Regions from separate parts of the Cricetulus griseus genome. Here region 2 is linked to region 1. The links are chromatin contacts, called in public Hi-C maps. All regions are on one chromosome and are shown on one strand. Each heading gives the region's core, a stretch centred on a gene start, on an enhancer-like site or on the middle of the called end of the contact. The rest is flanking DNA. Distances are from core to core; before and after follow the strand shown.

Region 1 (7,024 bases), core at 1,204-3,703:
GGGTGAAGATGGGGCTTGGCCATCCTGGGCACCCAACAGGACAGCAACAGAGCAGCAAGCTGTTAAGGCTGCCTGAGCACTGGAGGGTGGGGTTGGATGGGGGTGCTGAGGGATGAATCTATGATTCAGCATGGCCTCCCCAAGAATGGATGGGAGAAGACACAATCCATGTGTCCGGTTGGCATTTGGCCCTGGAAGGGCTGCTGAGTTCACGTCAGGTGACTGGCATTGATGTGTCACTGCTTCCAGCACAGGCCTGTGGTTCTCTTAGCAAAAGGGTAGACACACAGAACAAGAGGCCAGACAGACACAGGACTCTCCAAAAGCATGTGATTTATTACGGTGAGCTGTAGTGCACATTGGTTTCTTTAGTTCTAAGCCGGTACAGGATCCCCACTAAGAGTACACATGGGGAGCGCGGTGACAGTAACAAACCAGTGAGCCACTGTGATCCCTAGAAAGTTACATTAGCAATCAGAAGAGAAAGGGAAGTGTGAGGTGGCCTGGGGTGGGGTCTGAGCAGAGCCCTGTGGTATTAGAGCACCCCAACTACTCTCACGATGGTCCCAGGACATCCAGAAGCTGAGGGGCCATGGTGGTGGGAGGCTGTTCCCCTACAGGATACCGAGGAACTGGGACTTAGTGGCTGAGACGCCCACTACCTGCAGGTGGTGCCCTTTCCTAAGAAGCTTTTCAGGCACTAAGTCCGTCCTGTTGGAGAAGGCGCTGTGTTCTTACAGGTGCTTGGGTCTGGGTCCCCTCTCCGTCACCTGGGCAGGGCTCTCGTGGCCCCTTGCTGGCTCCCACCTTCTTCATATCCCTCCCACACCCCAATCCCTCTGCATCCTGGTGATGGGGTGACTATGAAGCCCAGCTTGTCAGGCTTCCTCCAGTACCAAGGGCAGAGTCTGCACAAGGCTGGCCGGCTGGCCGGCCCAGCCCTCTACAGACAGGTTTTGTCATGCAGGACATGATGCATTCATGTCCCTGTCCCCTCTTCAGGTTTCACAAGAGAGTCCTAATTTCAGACCATGTCCCCCTTTTTAGTGTTAGCGATTCCTTAACCAGAAGTACATGCATCTCTGTAGATGAAGTCATGCACGAATGCTACCAGCCCAGGTACCAGCATGTGGTTTGCAAAGTGACATTGTCAGCATGTGCTTCTGGGAGCAGCTTGGGTGGCTCCTGAGAAGAGTCACAGATCTGGGCCCTGGAGCACAGCAGTCTGGAGTTGGGGGTCCTTTTTTTTTTTTTTTTTTTTCTTAATGGAGAACAGAAACACCCCTTGCCTGTCTGCTGCTGTCCAGGGTTCCCTGAACAGCTGGGGGTGCTGACTGCCCCTCTTCTTAGCACACTTTGTCTTTTTTTCTAAAGAGATGCAGAGCTAAGAGAGGCCTCTGGACAGCTCTGGACACTGCCTTCCCTGTATGCAGTGCTTGGCCCTGCTGAGGGGCACAGTGTCCTTATGGCCTGTAGTAGGTGGCCAGCTTCTGACTGCCATGCATGGTCAGGGCCACCAGAGAGGGCAGAGGGTCCTCCCCAGGTCTTAGAATAAACTCCAGAAATGACAGAGCCTAGGGTTGACAGGTGCCTCTTTCAAGACCATAGGGCCCTGAATTGCAGCTTTCTGGAGGATCAAGGGTCCACTCACCCCTCCCTGCAGCCAAGCAGTTCTCCCTGGCAGCAGCGCCCCCTTCCCAGGGTCCTATGTGCACTAACAAGAATCCTGAGGTAACAGCAAGCCCCTCTGTAAAGATGAAAGTGCTCCAAGGGGGCAGTGAGCCCCAGTTATTGCTGGCACTAAGTGAGGCCTGGGGCAGGCCTCTGGACGGGCACCTGAGAGGACACGGGGCTTGGACTTCACTGCTCCAGGGCGGCCTCTATGAGGCCTGGCTGAGCCATCCTGCTGCAGCCTGCGATGGGGTGCAGACAGCTGTGGTCCTTGTCTGTGGGTGGCCACTGAGTGCTCTTGCTGCCCTGGGCAGGCAGGCAGCACCATGGCTTCATAAGAGTCTCCCCTGCCACCGGAGGTAGCTATGCTACTGGCAAGCGACTCCTAGTTGACTCTGGACAGAGGGACAGCCCAGGCCACAGTCCTCTATCCTCTGTTTTTTCCTCATTTAGGGGACTGGGACCTTCAGCAGACTGGCCCTGTGTGGGTACCAGTTCTTCCAAAGATGTCCAGGCTCCACCCCCCCACCCCCACCCATATAGTCTTTAGAATATACCATATATATTAAACATTTATCTTCAAAGCCACCCTCCTCAGCATGGAGTACTTAGTAACCTGAGAAAAAGAGCCTTTCTCAATGCATACGACATGCTCTGGGTAACCAAACTCCCGGCAGGGGGAAGGGCTGTGTGGGGAGAAGAGCTTCAGGGCCACCCTCCCTCCCCAACGCCTGGCTTCCATCTGAGAAGTCACTGACCAGGTCATAGGGTGGCTGCCCATTTTGAGGAAGTGCCTCGGAGGGGCACGTGAGCCTACTAAGGAGCTAGCTCTGGGGACACAGGCCACCTCATCACATGCCAGAGAACAGCCAGTCAGAGAAGGCTTGGGACAGGAGGAGAGAGACCTCTGATTATTGCAGGCTGGGACATGGGACTACGAGAGAGTCCCTGAACCCCACGGGAGCTGGGAGAGGAGGGCAGAGGCTGAATTTTTTAATCAAAGGATATTCCAACACAGTCTGTGTGTGGAAAATATACTCCCTCTTTTATAAAGTGCCTACCCCCAAGGGTGGTAGAGACAGTGGCCAATAGCCTTATATATGACAAATTATCATTTTTTTTCCTTCAGAGTAAATTGCACTAGGGTTCCCTCCAATTTGTGATTTTTTTTTTCAAGCCAGCCGGCACTGCCCTTCCTCTACCTGCTTCCCCCAAGACCACGAGCTGATTGCCTGGCCAGTACATTCAGGGTGGGCACCCAGCGCCTGTTGCTGCTGTCCTGTGAGAAAGCCACATATTTATTTCATGGAGGACGGACTTGGTCACTTCTGGAAGTTCCTTGTGGAGAACGTGGTAGGCACCTTCATACATCTGTAATCAGAAGGGCCAGGGAATTAGACCTGGTGTATGGGTCGGGCAGGGCACACAACGTCATACTTATGATGCACTCACTCGGCAATCATTCCCAGTGTTCCCCCTAGTTCATTTCAGATGGGACACTGCCATGTTGCTTAAGCTAGCCTTACATGGCTAGCCATTGTCCCACCTCAGGCTCCTGGTAGCTGAGAAGGCAGGTATGGATCCCTTCCGTCCTGCTCTAGCTAGCACCTTCTAATCACAAATGACAATTTTGCAACAATCTGGACATTCCATGCTGTTCCCAGGGCTCTCCAGCTGCTGGTACAGCTTAGATCCCCAGAACCTTCCTGCCAGGAAGCTCTGTCCATCTTCATGCCCCGTCTTCTGTCCTTTCCCCCAGGTCTCCGCCTCCAACCCCCAGTGCACAGCAGTGGCCCTTGGCAAGGTCTCCTGGGATCTCATTTGTCCTACCCGGTCACTTGTAGCTTGGATGACTCTGGACTTACCAGCAGTGTTCAGAGGCAGATTAGTGGCCCCTGTCCGCTCCCTCCCTTGCTGGTGGCTCCTACAGTCCTAGCAACCTAGTAGCCACTCATGGCTTAGAAACCCGTACTACATGGCTGACTAAAATGTCCCTCTAGTTAGCTAGCCTTCTTCTAGTTAGCCATTTGCCTTAAGATTTCTCTCTGCTGTCTGCTGGGGTCACCCGTCTCAGAGGGGGCACTGCAGTCTCCTTGCTTTTACAGGCCTAAACCCCAGGAGCATCCTTCAATACTGTGTGGAGCAATCATCTCATCCATTGCCCCTGGTCCTTTACTTCTCTGTGCTAAGAGCACTCAACATGCCTCTTCTCTTTGGAACTATTCAATGAGCTACGGAACACCAGGACGTAGCCACCTAACTGCATTTGCCCCTAACCTACCTATCCTCCTGTCTCTCCCTCCTCACTCTCCCATCCTTGGGAATCATAATTTGAATGTTTATAGTGTAGGTTTAGGGATTTAGTTCACATATGTCCATAAGAGCATGCATGCCACTCTTGGCTTTCTGAGCCTGGCTCATTTTGTTTTTTCAATACATTTACCATCCTCCAGAAGCCTCCATGTGGTACAGACATTCGCTCTTTAGGTGGGATTGTGCTCTAACAGGCACAGGCATCTCCCATCTGAGGGCGACATGCTTGTTTCTTACCTCAGCTGTGAACAGTGTTTCTCATGAGCTCCTCCCCCTGTGCCAGCCTTGTTCTCATGATGCTCCCTGTGCCAAAATCAAGTCCCCTCCCCCAACTTCCCTTGCTTGTTCTGGAATGTTCTGTCGTGGCTATTCTCCCTGTAAATTCTTGGCTTGCCTGCTTCATAGGAGGGGAGTGCCCCAGCATCCCTCTGTCCTGCAGACTGACCCTGTCTATAGACAATCTGAGCATCCATTTTCTCTTTGTTCACCTACTGTGGGGTGCAGGCTCCAAGAGAGGGTCAGTCTTTGTCAGATGTCTGCATGACCTTCACTAAGTCAGAACTCAATAAATAAGAGTTGCAGAAGTGATGGGAGACTGCTGAGTGAAAAGTTAATTCTCTGGGAGCTTGGAGCTGGGATGGAACCCTGGGGCCCTCCCTGAATGAGGCAAGAGCTCCATTACAGATAAGCCCTTGATAATTTGCAAAGATATGAGTCTCTTCCAGAATGGTGCAGGGTTTGGAGGGACTGAGGACTCAACTCCAAGGACCTCAGTTCAAATACTGACCTCTACCACTCTTGAAGAATAACCTGTCTTTGTAACACAGTGAGGATGTAACCCAGATTCTATGGCACCCCTACACCTGCACAGACCAGGAGCCCAATAATGTGGGCAAGGGAGTGTAGGTATGCTTCAGTTTCAGGGTTCCATATTGTTTGGTACCCAGTAGGGCCTCGCCTCCTCAGTCGGGTTGCCTCCTAGTTCAGTGGGACATAGGCAAGTATATCTGGACTCAAAAAGCATCTATCTTGAAAGTCACTGAGTGGTACTCTGTTCCCTGTGTCAAACATGTTACATCATCAAGTATTGACCTGTCCTCAGGGATCCCAACCACAAGGTGAACTCCTGCAGATGCCCTTGCAGACCAGACTCATCCAAGTGCCCTGGAACCTGCATTCCCTGACCCCATGGTCCCTGTGTCCTGAGGCCCCAAGATCTGTGGACCCTGAGTTGTAGCAGGTTCAGAGGGTACTGGGGCACTGCAGGGAGCCCTGCAGCTTGGGTAAAACATTGTCTCCTGTGCCCAGCTGCAGGCTTTTTTCTTGCACATACCATCAGATGAGTCTCTTCTCTGTGAGGTTCATTCTTGTGAAGCAATGGGCTGGGGACCCATGTGTTGTCACAAAGTTCATTTGCCTGGAACTCCTCACCATTACTTCCCAGCCAGGCTGACCCTCGGGACCCCTTGGGACACGGCCTCCTGTCTCTTACCTTGAGTGTCTTGTCCTGACTCCGGGATGATTCCATGAGCAGGTAGGCACCTTTGCTGTCACACAGCCGGTCAGCAGAACCCTGCAGCAGCAGGAATGGCAGTGTCAGCTTGGGCATCGCGCGCTCCACCCTCGAGACGGCGTTCAGCAGCTGTATGCCAAAGCACACCTTTACCCCTGCGCGGCAGATGAGTGGGTCGGAGTCGTATATGTCCACCTGAGAGGAGGAGATGCTGTCAGCTCGTGGGATCACAAGAGAGGGTGTTGTACTTCTGCCTGCCCAAGGGTTGTGGAGACTGGCAATGTGTTCCATTCCCAGGAACTTGGGTCTGAACTGTGCTCAGCACCTCTGTGCTCGGACCTTAGCTTGTTTCACACAGCTCTGACTCATCTTACATTGGGGAGAAGGTCCAGAACTCTCCAAGTCTGAGATGCTCAGGTACCTCATGTAGCTTGATGTATTATTTGAGTAGCGCCCCCCCTCACAACCCTTCCCAAAGCTTCAGTCATCTCTAGATGCTTATCTAGATATAGGCCAAGGTCAGTGCTATAGAAACGCTGGGCTGTTTGGATTCTCCCATGAGAAGACCCAGGATATGATGGAGGGCTGGCTGTCTACATAAAGGTCTGTAGAAATTTTCCAATACTAAGGTACTAAGGTGGATTTTTACAAATATAAGGCAGCAACATAGCCATGCATGGTGACACATGCTTGTAAAACCCCAGCCCTTGGGAGACCAAAGCAGGAGGAGTTTAATTCAAGGTCAGATTGACCTTGGCTCATATATATATATAATCAAAATCCACCATTCTGTCTACTCAGGTTATTTGGCTCAGGGCCCTGAGGTGCTACAGCAGGTTTTCTTGTCCTCCTCATTCCTAAGGTTGTCTCTATGTGGGGTGATGGACATGCACACAGAAGGGCTGGAAAAGCATGGGCTGGAACAGGAAGTCTCCTAGGCTTTCAAGAATAGCTGTGAAGCTGTGACACCCATTGCTTACTTTTCTCCTTGCAGACAGACTCTGAGCTGGTTTGGGACAAACAGATGGTGGGACCAAGGTGAGGGGAACTCAAGGCTGCTGGTCCTGATATGGCAGGGGTCTCTGAGCCCTGACTTAAGATCATCTACTTCAGTTGCCACCCCTCCAAAGGCCTGGCCAGAATTCCAGACCCCGTGTAAGAAGGGACAGGCTGTCCCGCAGTCACCCTGACAGCCTGGATTTGAGCCCCACCAAGCTGACCATTTGTGATGAGCTGCACGGGATGGATGAAACACTTCTTGCAGCTGAGCTGGCAAGAACCCCACAGAGCCAGGCCATCTGTTCAGCAGGCTAAGATAGGACTCGAGTCTGGCAGAGCAGTACAGGGGCAGTGTGGGGACAGCTGGCCATGGACCCAGGCCACCATAGGTCTCTTTCAGGGTCTCCAAGGAGCCCTACTTCAAGAGTTATGGGGCCACCAGAAGAGCCCTAGGCCTCAGGTTGGCCAAGTCTTAATGGCAATAGTAAGAGTGGCAGAAATGACTGTGCCACGTATCAGAAATACACC
Region 2 (7,024 bases), core at 1,557-4,056, 100 kb after region 1:
TACCCTCTCTTCCTGCTGGCAAGCAGAAGGTGCTACGTGGGCAAAGACATTTTGGGGTCTCTCAGACTATGAGAGACAAAAGCTTGTCAAGCATCTGCTCCTGTGATTGAGACCTGGAGACCCCTGGCTACCAGCTGGCATAGGCCCCTGCTCTAAGCCCCACTGCCGTTCTACTACCCTAGCTGCTATGACACTTTCTAAGGGGCCATTAAGACCTCTCCAAGGCCCATCAACAACAAGGATGTATATCGCTCTCCAAAGGAGCCTTCCAGGACAGTGTGGTCTCAATTCGTCTGAGCTGGTTGTGAAATGTTCCCAAGACTGGCTCCATCAGAGGCAGTCCCCAGTCCCAAAGATAGTTTACCAAATGAATTCTCTCTGGGAGGTGGTGGCAGGCCAGGCAGACAGCGGAATCCAGAGACAACTACCTGGGCTATTTGTGAAACCATAGAGCTGGCACCTGTCTATCTTCAGGACCTGTCTATCTTCTCTTACAACACAGAGCTAACAGTATGGGAAGTGGCCAAGCCACAAATGCTAATGGTTCTGTGGCTTTCTCTAGTTCATGCCTCCTGCACTTTAACTTGTTTTTTTTTTTTTTGTTTGTTTTTGTTTTTTTTTTTTTTCTGGACACACATTTCTTCCAAATCTTTGAGCCCAGTAACAGCCACTGTCCAGCCCCATTCCTATGCCCATCGCATCTATCACAAGACGGATGCTGACTTCCAAGAGCCGGTTCAGTTGAAGCCAAGATGTTGGGCTGCTGTCTCTAACTAGAGCAAAAGCAAGTGAGCCGGGAGCTGCCTGCATCACAACTTCAGTAGGGAGATTGTGAAAACCACCCACAGCCAAGGCGAGGGCAGCCAACTTGGCCATTCCTGGCCCAGCCCACCATCTCCCTTCCCCCTGCTGAAGACTGCAGGCCCTCTGTGTTCTACTGTGAACTGGGGCACTGTCACTACTCCACCAACAAAGCCTCCAAAGGCTCCAGCTGGACATCAACAACGGACTTTCATTCCGTTTCCCCTCTAGTAGTGATCAAGCTGCTCACTGTATAAGGACTTGTTAGAAAGTAAAAACAATGTCCGGTGCCCGTGTTGGGTAAGTCAGAGTGAGAATTAATGATTAACGAGGGGGACCGACGCTCCAACCTCCACACACCTGCACACCCCAGCACACTCTCCTCTACAGCACATCTTTAAGAACGGGCAGAGCATCTACCAGCCTGTGCACCACTGCCCACTGTGGTTAACACACTGAAGACAGCATAACTGGTGCAACTGCCCCGAAGCCATGATATTAACAGTCGCTACCTCTGTGTTGTTAGCAGGAAGCCCGCTGGATTGCACACACCTGGTTGAGAAAGTCACTCAACTAGGTAACCCCAGAGCCCCAGTGGGAGACAGAATACATACCCACCAGGACCCTGGGAGACAAGAGGCCCATAGAACAGGTAAGCCTCCTCTGAAACAGGGAACAGGAACAGTGACTTCACCAGGCCAAGGCTGCCACAAATATTCTCTGGCCTGAATAACACCAACAAACAGGGCTTCATCCAGGAGGAACAGAATGGCAAGAGAGCAGCTGTCTGGCTGTACCCAGCCCCAACCCATTTCTAACAGCAAGGCAAATCCTGGATTCAGGTGGGGAAGGGACAGGGTGACTGAGCTGGCAAGGAGCCAGAAGAAAAACACCAGACCCCTCTCATGCCAGCCAGCTGGGTATCATCTCTGAACCTCAGGATTAAGCAGGAATAGACAGCAGAGGTTAAAAGGTACATACGCACACACATAATTTTAGTTTTCTCATCAATTCAGCCCATTTTTTTTCTTTAATTGTTAGGTTTGCTTTTAAATGAATGCTTCCAATGGGAAATTAATTCTGGTACCAAAAAAAAAAAAAAAAAAGTCATGTGAATCTCTGAAAAGACAGTAGAATCCTATCCTAGTTGTAGTGAAAAGAGAACTCTTGATCCCTCATTCTTAAGAAAATCCTATGTTAAGTACACCTCTCAACTCTGCTACCACCACTGTGCCAGGGGTGTCAATGGCGTTGGAGGGAACTCACAGAAAGGGTGGACCCCATGATGACCAAGGAAGAGAAGCAGGTGCCACCAAGGAGGAGGCCCCTAGAATCCACTCAGTGGGTTCTGAGGGAACTTACTTGGGTGTGCCAGTGGGTTTCCAGTACCTACAAAAGAGGTACTGTCCGTCTGCGTTGACCAGGTGAGGCAGGTCCTGGTAGGGGACATTCTGGGGAGTTCGCCTGGGAGAACTTGCCTCAGGCATCCTGTTGAGGTCTTCTGGCCCTTGGAAGAAAGGTGGACATATTCTAAAGTCAGAAATTCACTCATGTCCACTGGGGAGGAAAGAAAGCCTTATTCAGGGTCAGGACAGTGGCTTTTTTTTTTCCTTAAGCAGTTAAAAAGAAAAAACACCTCAAATATATATATATATATATATATATATATATATATATATATATATATTTACATACATCTCTTGCAAACCTCTCCAAGTCTGAAAACTCACACTTGTCCTTAAGTCCTTTTTTTAAGTGCCTCATTACAGCCCCCTCCCATCTGTGTTTATTTCAAATCTCAGGAAACTTCATCTTAAAGACTGTTTTAGCTGTAATCAAGGGGAAATTACACTCAGTTCCGTGGGGTATAAAGCCCCAGCTGCAGGAACCCATCTCTCCTAAAATCTCCACTGAGTGGATTCTAGGGGCCATAATAAGTAAGTGACAAGCCCCCAGCGATTTCTCCCTTCTGAATGCCAAAGATGCCATGACAAACCTGTTTCCATTCCGTCCTGGCTTTTGCATTCCACTACCGCCACAGCCTCGAGTATCAGCGCCAGGCAAACGAGGGCTGTTCCCTCATCGCGGCCGCAGGGCAGCACCGCGGGGTCTGCGCCCTCCCCGCCTGGGCTGCAGGGGTGCGAGCTGCTCCCTCCTGCCGCTCCAGCTCTAGCTCATGTCACCACTTTTCCAGAACACACCCCTGAAGGGGTTCCGGGAGCGAGGGATAACCGGTCCCCAGCCCGGAGCTGCTGCGAGACGCGCTCCGCGGCACCGCGCATTCGCGCAGATGCGGGTCCCCGAGCAAAGTCACCCCGATTCTCCGACAAACTTTGCCTCCTGCCCGCCCGCGACTGCTTGGGGAAAGAAGCCCCACGGCTGTCATCGGCATGCCACACACAGCGAGGACTTGGCCGGTGTCCCCACACCGGGCTGGAAAGATGCAGTTGACGGCACAAGTCGGTTTGGGGGTTGGTGCGAGGGCGCGAGGGGCGCGCTCACGCTGACACGCGCGCACACTCGTGCGCACGCACACGCGCGCAGGGGACCCCTGGCGGTGGCTCCTATCCTGAGGCAGGGGCGGGAGGCAGTTACCCGGGCCACGAGCGCCGCTGTCACGTCCCCCGAGCACCACGCGGGTCCCGGTCTGCGGAGGGCTAGAGCCAGACTACTGCGCGTGGCCAGCTGCGGCGATAGGGCGCGGCGTCTGCGCCGCCACTTTATCCCCAGCCGCTCGGCGGCGGGGGCGGCCCGCTGGGTGGGGACGCGCGGGGAGGCGGCGCCGGGGGCCCACGTGTGCCCGGCCCCCGGGGAGGAGCGGGGCACCGCCCGCCGACCTGCCACGCGCTCTTCCCGGCCCTACCCGGCAGCCGCATGGGGACTGTCATGGGGCTCTGAACCGAACTAAGGGGCTCCTCCAGCCCAGGCGCACAGGCTAGAGCACTGATCCACACACAGGTACATGCTCACAAGTACTGAATGCACATGTTTACAGATGCACTCGTGCGAGACCCACATTCACATAGCACAGGTGCGGGCACACCCAAACGGACACAAGGACACATCCTCAGGACCCTTCCCCCAGATGCTAGCTACACACAGGGGCACACATGAATGTCACAGTTACTACATGAATATAGACACACAACAGCATGGACTCACACTTCCTACACACTATGCACACAGATGAAAAACAATACACCACATCCACAGTGTAGACACAAAAACCACAGCTTCCATCTCAAAGGGAATAAGATTATTTATTTTGGAGCCATTCTGAGTGGCCATGGCCTGGGAACCCAGACCTCGGTTACCCAAATTCCGTGTTGCAATATGGAAGCAGTTTCAGGAAGTTTTTTATAGTTTTACAGAACAGAGAAAGTCATAAATCAAGGCAAGTTTAAAACACATTAGAGGGTACACCAGCCAGGTAGGTACAGTGAGATAGGGGAAGTTTTCCTACAGGTTCAAGATGCTATCTGACAGCATGCTTAGCTTTTGGATTGGTAGAAGCTAGTTGTCCTGTTCAGTCAATAGATTCTAAAAGGTTTTTTATCTTTTGTCACAAGATGTTAGTTCAGACAAAGAGGGTCAAGGAAGGAGTGGCTGTTCTGGAAGACCAGAATTTAGCCCAAGATAAGGTAATTCTCCTCCGGATCTGCAACATTTCAACCTTTCCACAAAACTGAAATACTGATCCACCAGTTTCTGCAGACACAGGTTCCTTTCAGTTTCCCTTCACAGCCAGATGTAGCTTCTTTCCGGGAGTTTTCATTCACAACAGAGGTGAACAACACACCACACACACCCAAATAGGTAAAGACATATGACATTCACAAGTGCTTAGAACCCTGTAGAAGAAACAGACACATCACACACACACACACACACACACACACACACACACACACACACACACACACACGCACACGCACTACATGAAACCACCTTCCCCTAGATACCCCAGGAGCCTGGTCCCACTGGCACAGCTGGCTGTGTGACTGTGGAGTGTCTGGAATCCATCCCTAAATTTACAGCCTGTTCACTGTGTCTTATGCCTGACACCTGACTACTGCACTTTCTTCTTGACCAACCACTTTGCAAAATAGCAGTATTGAATAGTGCCACTATCTAGGCATAATTGGTGATATCCACAGAAGTGAGGTTGCAGCAGAGCCTGCAATCTAACTTGAAAAATAAAAGGAGGCCCTCTGAGAGACAGTCTGGTTGCAGGCCATGCTGAGGGTTAGGGTGAGCTCACCCTCTGCCTTAGGCAGATCTCCAGGGCTTGGACATGAAAGACTGGCTAAATGACTTCTTGAGGCTGTTTTTGTATTTTCTAGTAGGCCAGGGTTAGGCAGCAGGCTCAGGGGAGGGGCTGGGAGCCTGGTCTCAAAGCTGGGCTGGGCCTATTAGTTACATACCACTGTTAACTTCAACTGTGGTTTACTGAAAGGAAGGGTGGCCAGATCCTGCAGCCACTGTTTCGAATGTTCCCAACACCAGTGTTTTGTGGTTCTCAATGGTTTGAAAGTTTTGAGAAGAGAGGTCACTGGAGCTATCAACAGGATCTCTCCTAAATGTAGAGTTGCTCCCAACCGATCACAGACTGAGAGTTAAGAGATTAGGGGCTGGGTGCAGTGTGGTGCACCTGTAGTCTGGTTATTCGGGGAGTGGGATTGGCCATCCCTAGAGGATATGAGTTCCAGGCCATCCGGAGCAATAGAGGTATTATGGAGTTCAAATCCACCAGGGAAAGACCATAGATTTGAACCAAATTATAATTAAATCAACTTACAGTTACTGCCAGCAGGCTGACAGCCTTAAAACCAAATTGAAGGCGTGTCACACAAAGAGGCCAGAGGAAGGGCTTTTAAAGGTAGGCACCACAATGACTGTAAGCTGAGTGAGAAACTGCTTTTACTCCCCTCAGCTGTGAGGAGCTCTCTCTCTCCCCCTGTACACATCAATAAAGGAGCTGTCTCACTCCCTGGTGCACTCCCTGGTGTTTACAAAAACCAGAGCAAGCAGTTAATTTTCTCACAGCACTTTTACAATTTTGGGGAGGGGGGCAAGGAGTCAGAGTTTCTGGGAACTTATCTTTTAGGAATTTAGAATGGGTGCACAGGACAAAATGGCATCTTCCATAGCCATCACAGTAGGACCCAGGGAGAGGAAGGGAGAAACGAAGCCAGTTGCCGTGCCTCTAATGGTAACTTCTTACAAAACTACAGGGCAATGTCACAGTGATATTGGATTTTTTTTTATAGTGTCTCACTCTGTAGCTCTGGATGGCTTGGAACTCATAGATACCCACCTACCTCTGCCTCCCAAACACTGGAATCAAAGATGTGTCCCATCATGCCCACACAACATTGGATTATACAGTCAGCTGAGACCCCTCATAGCACCTTTATAGCACATTCCCTTCCCTTTCCTCTTTCCCCACAACCTCTGGCAGCCTTGGCTTTGTTCTCTATTTCTAATTTTTTTTGTCATCTCAGGTTGTTTTGTAAATGGAATCATGAGGTAGATATGCAACCATTAGTACTTTTGCCATTTAGCACAGTCTGGATTATCCGGCTTTGTGGTCCACAAACCACAGAACTACACGGTTCACCTGATTAAGGAAAGTTCATCTGTGCAGTTTCCAGTTTGCAGCTAATACTGAATAAAGCTCCTGTGAACACTGGCTAGGCACAGTTACCCTCCCAGCGCACAGAATTGTTAACACGGGATTACTTTTGGTTCAAGATCAGCCCGGTCTGCATAGCTAGACCTTGTTCCAAATAAACAAGAAAGGAAAAGGAAATAGCTTGCTTAGTTTTCTAGACAGCTGATAAAATGTTTGCCAAAGAGGGCGTATCTGTTTACATTCCCACTGTTGTTGCCATGAAAGTAATGTTTAAATTTTTTTTAATTTTATGTATATGTATGTGTGCCTGGGTGTATGTCATGTGCACCACATTGTATACAGGAGCCCAAGTAGGTCAGAAAAGGGCGTTAGGCCTCCTGGAACTGGAGTATAGATAGATGGTTGTGAACTGCCATGTGGATGCTAGGAACCAAGCCCAGATCCTCTGCAAAAGTAGCCAGGGCTCTTAACTGCTGAACCATCTCTCCACCCTCTCCTCCCGATTTTTTTTTTTTTAAGCCTGTCTGTGTGTGTCTTATTTTTTTTTAATCTGCATTTACCTGATAGCTTATGTTGCCAAATGCTTTT

The links. Hi-C and Micro-C count contacts between places; a contact is called where the count stands out from the background.
Region 2: a contact with region 1 is called in a Hi-C map of fibroblasts, with 6 times the contacts expected there. The contact joins the promoter of Mgll here to the enhancer-like site in region 1. A contact is called at or near these places in 2 of 8 Hi-C or Micro-C datasets (fibroblasts and liver).

The regions. Positions count from the first base shown.
Region 1 is chr8:54,474,183-54,481,206 of CriGri-PICRH-1.0, forward strand. It overlaps Mgll (monoglyceride lipase), which reads right to left. Exons shown (of 8, transcript XM_035448873.1): 7 at 5,477-5,692; 8 at 2,917-3,042. The coding sequence ends at 2,917. Among named protein-coding and RNA genes, the nearest start is that of Abtb1, 17 kb to the left of the region's middle. Within about 2 kb of position 2,454, at least 1 of the 6 cell types and tissues checked has open chromatin away from gene starts, as enhancers often do.
Region 2 is chr8:54,573,573-54,580,596 of CriGri-PICRH-1.0, forward strand. It overlaps Mgll (monoglyceride lipase), which reads right to left and starts at 2,807. Exons shown (of 8, transcript XM_035448873.1): 1 at 2,798-2,807; 2 at 2,164-2,308. The coding sequence starts at 2,807.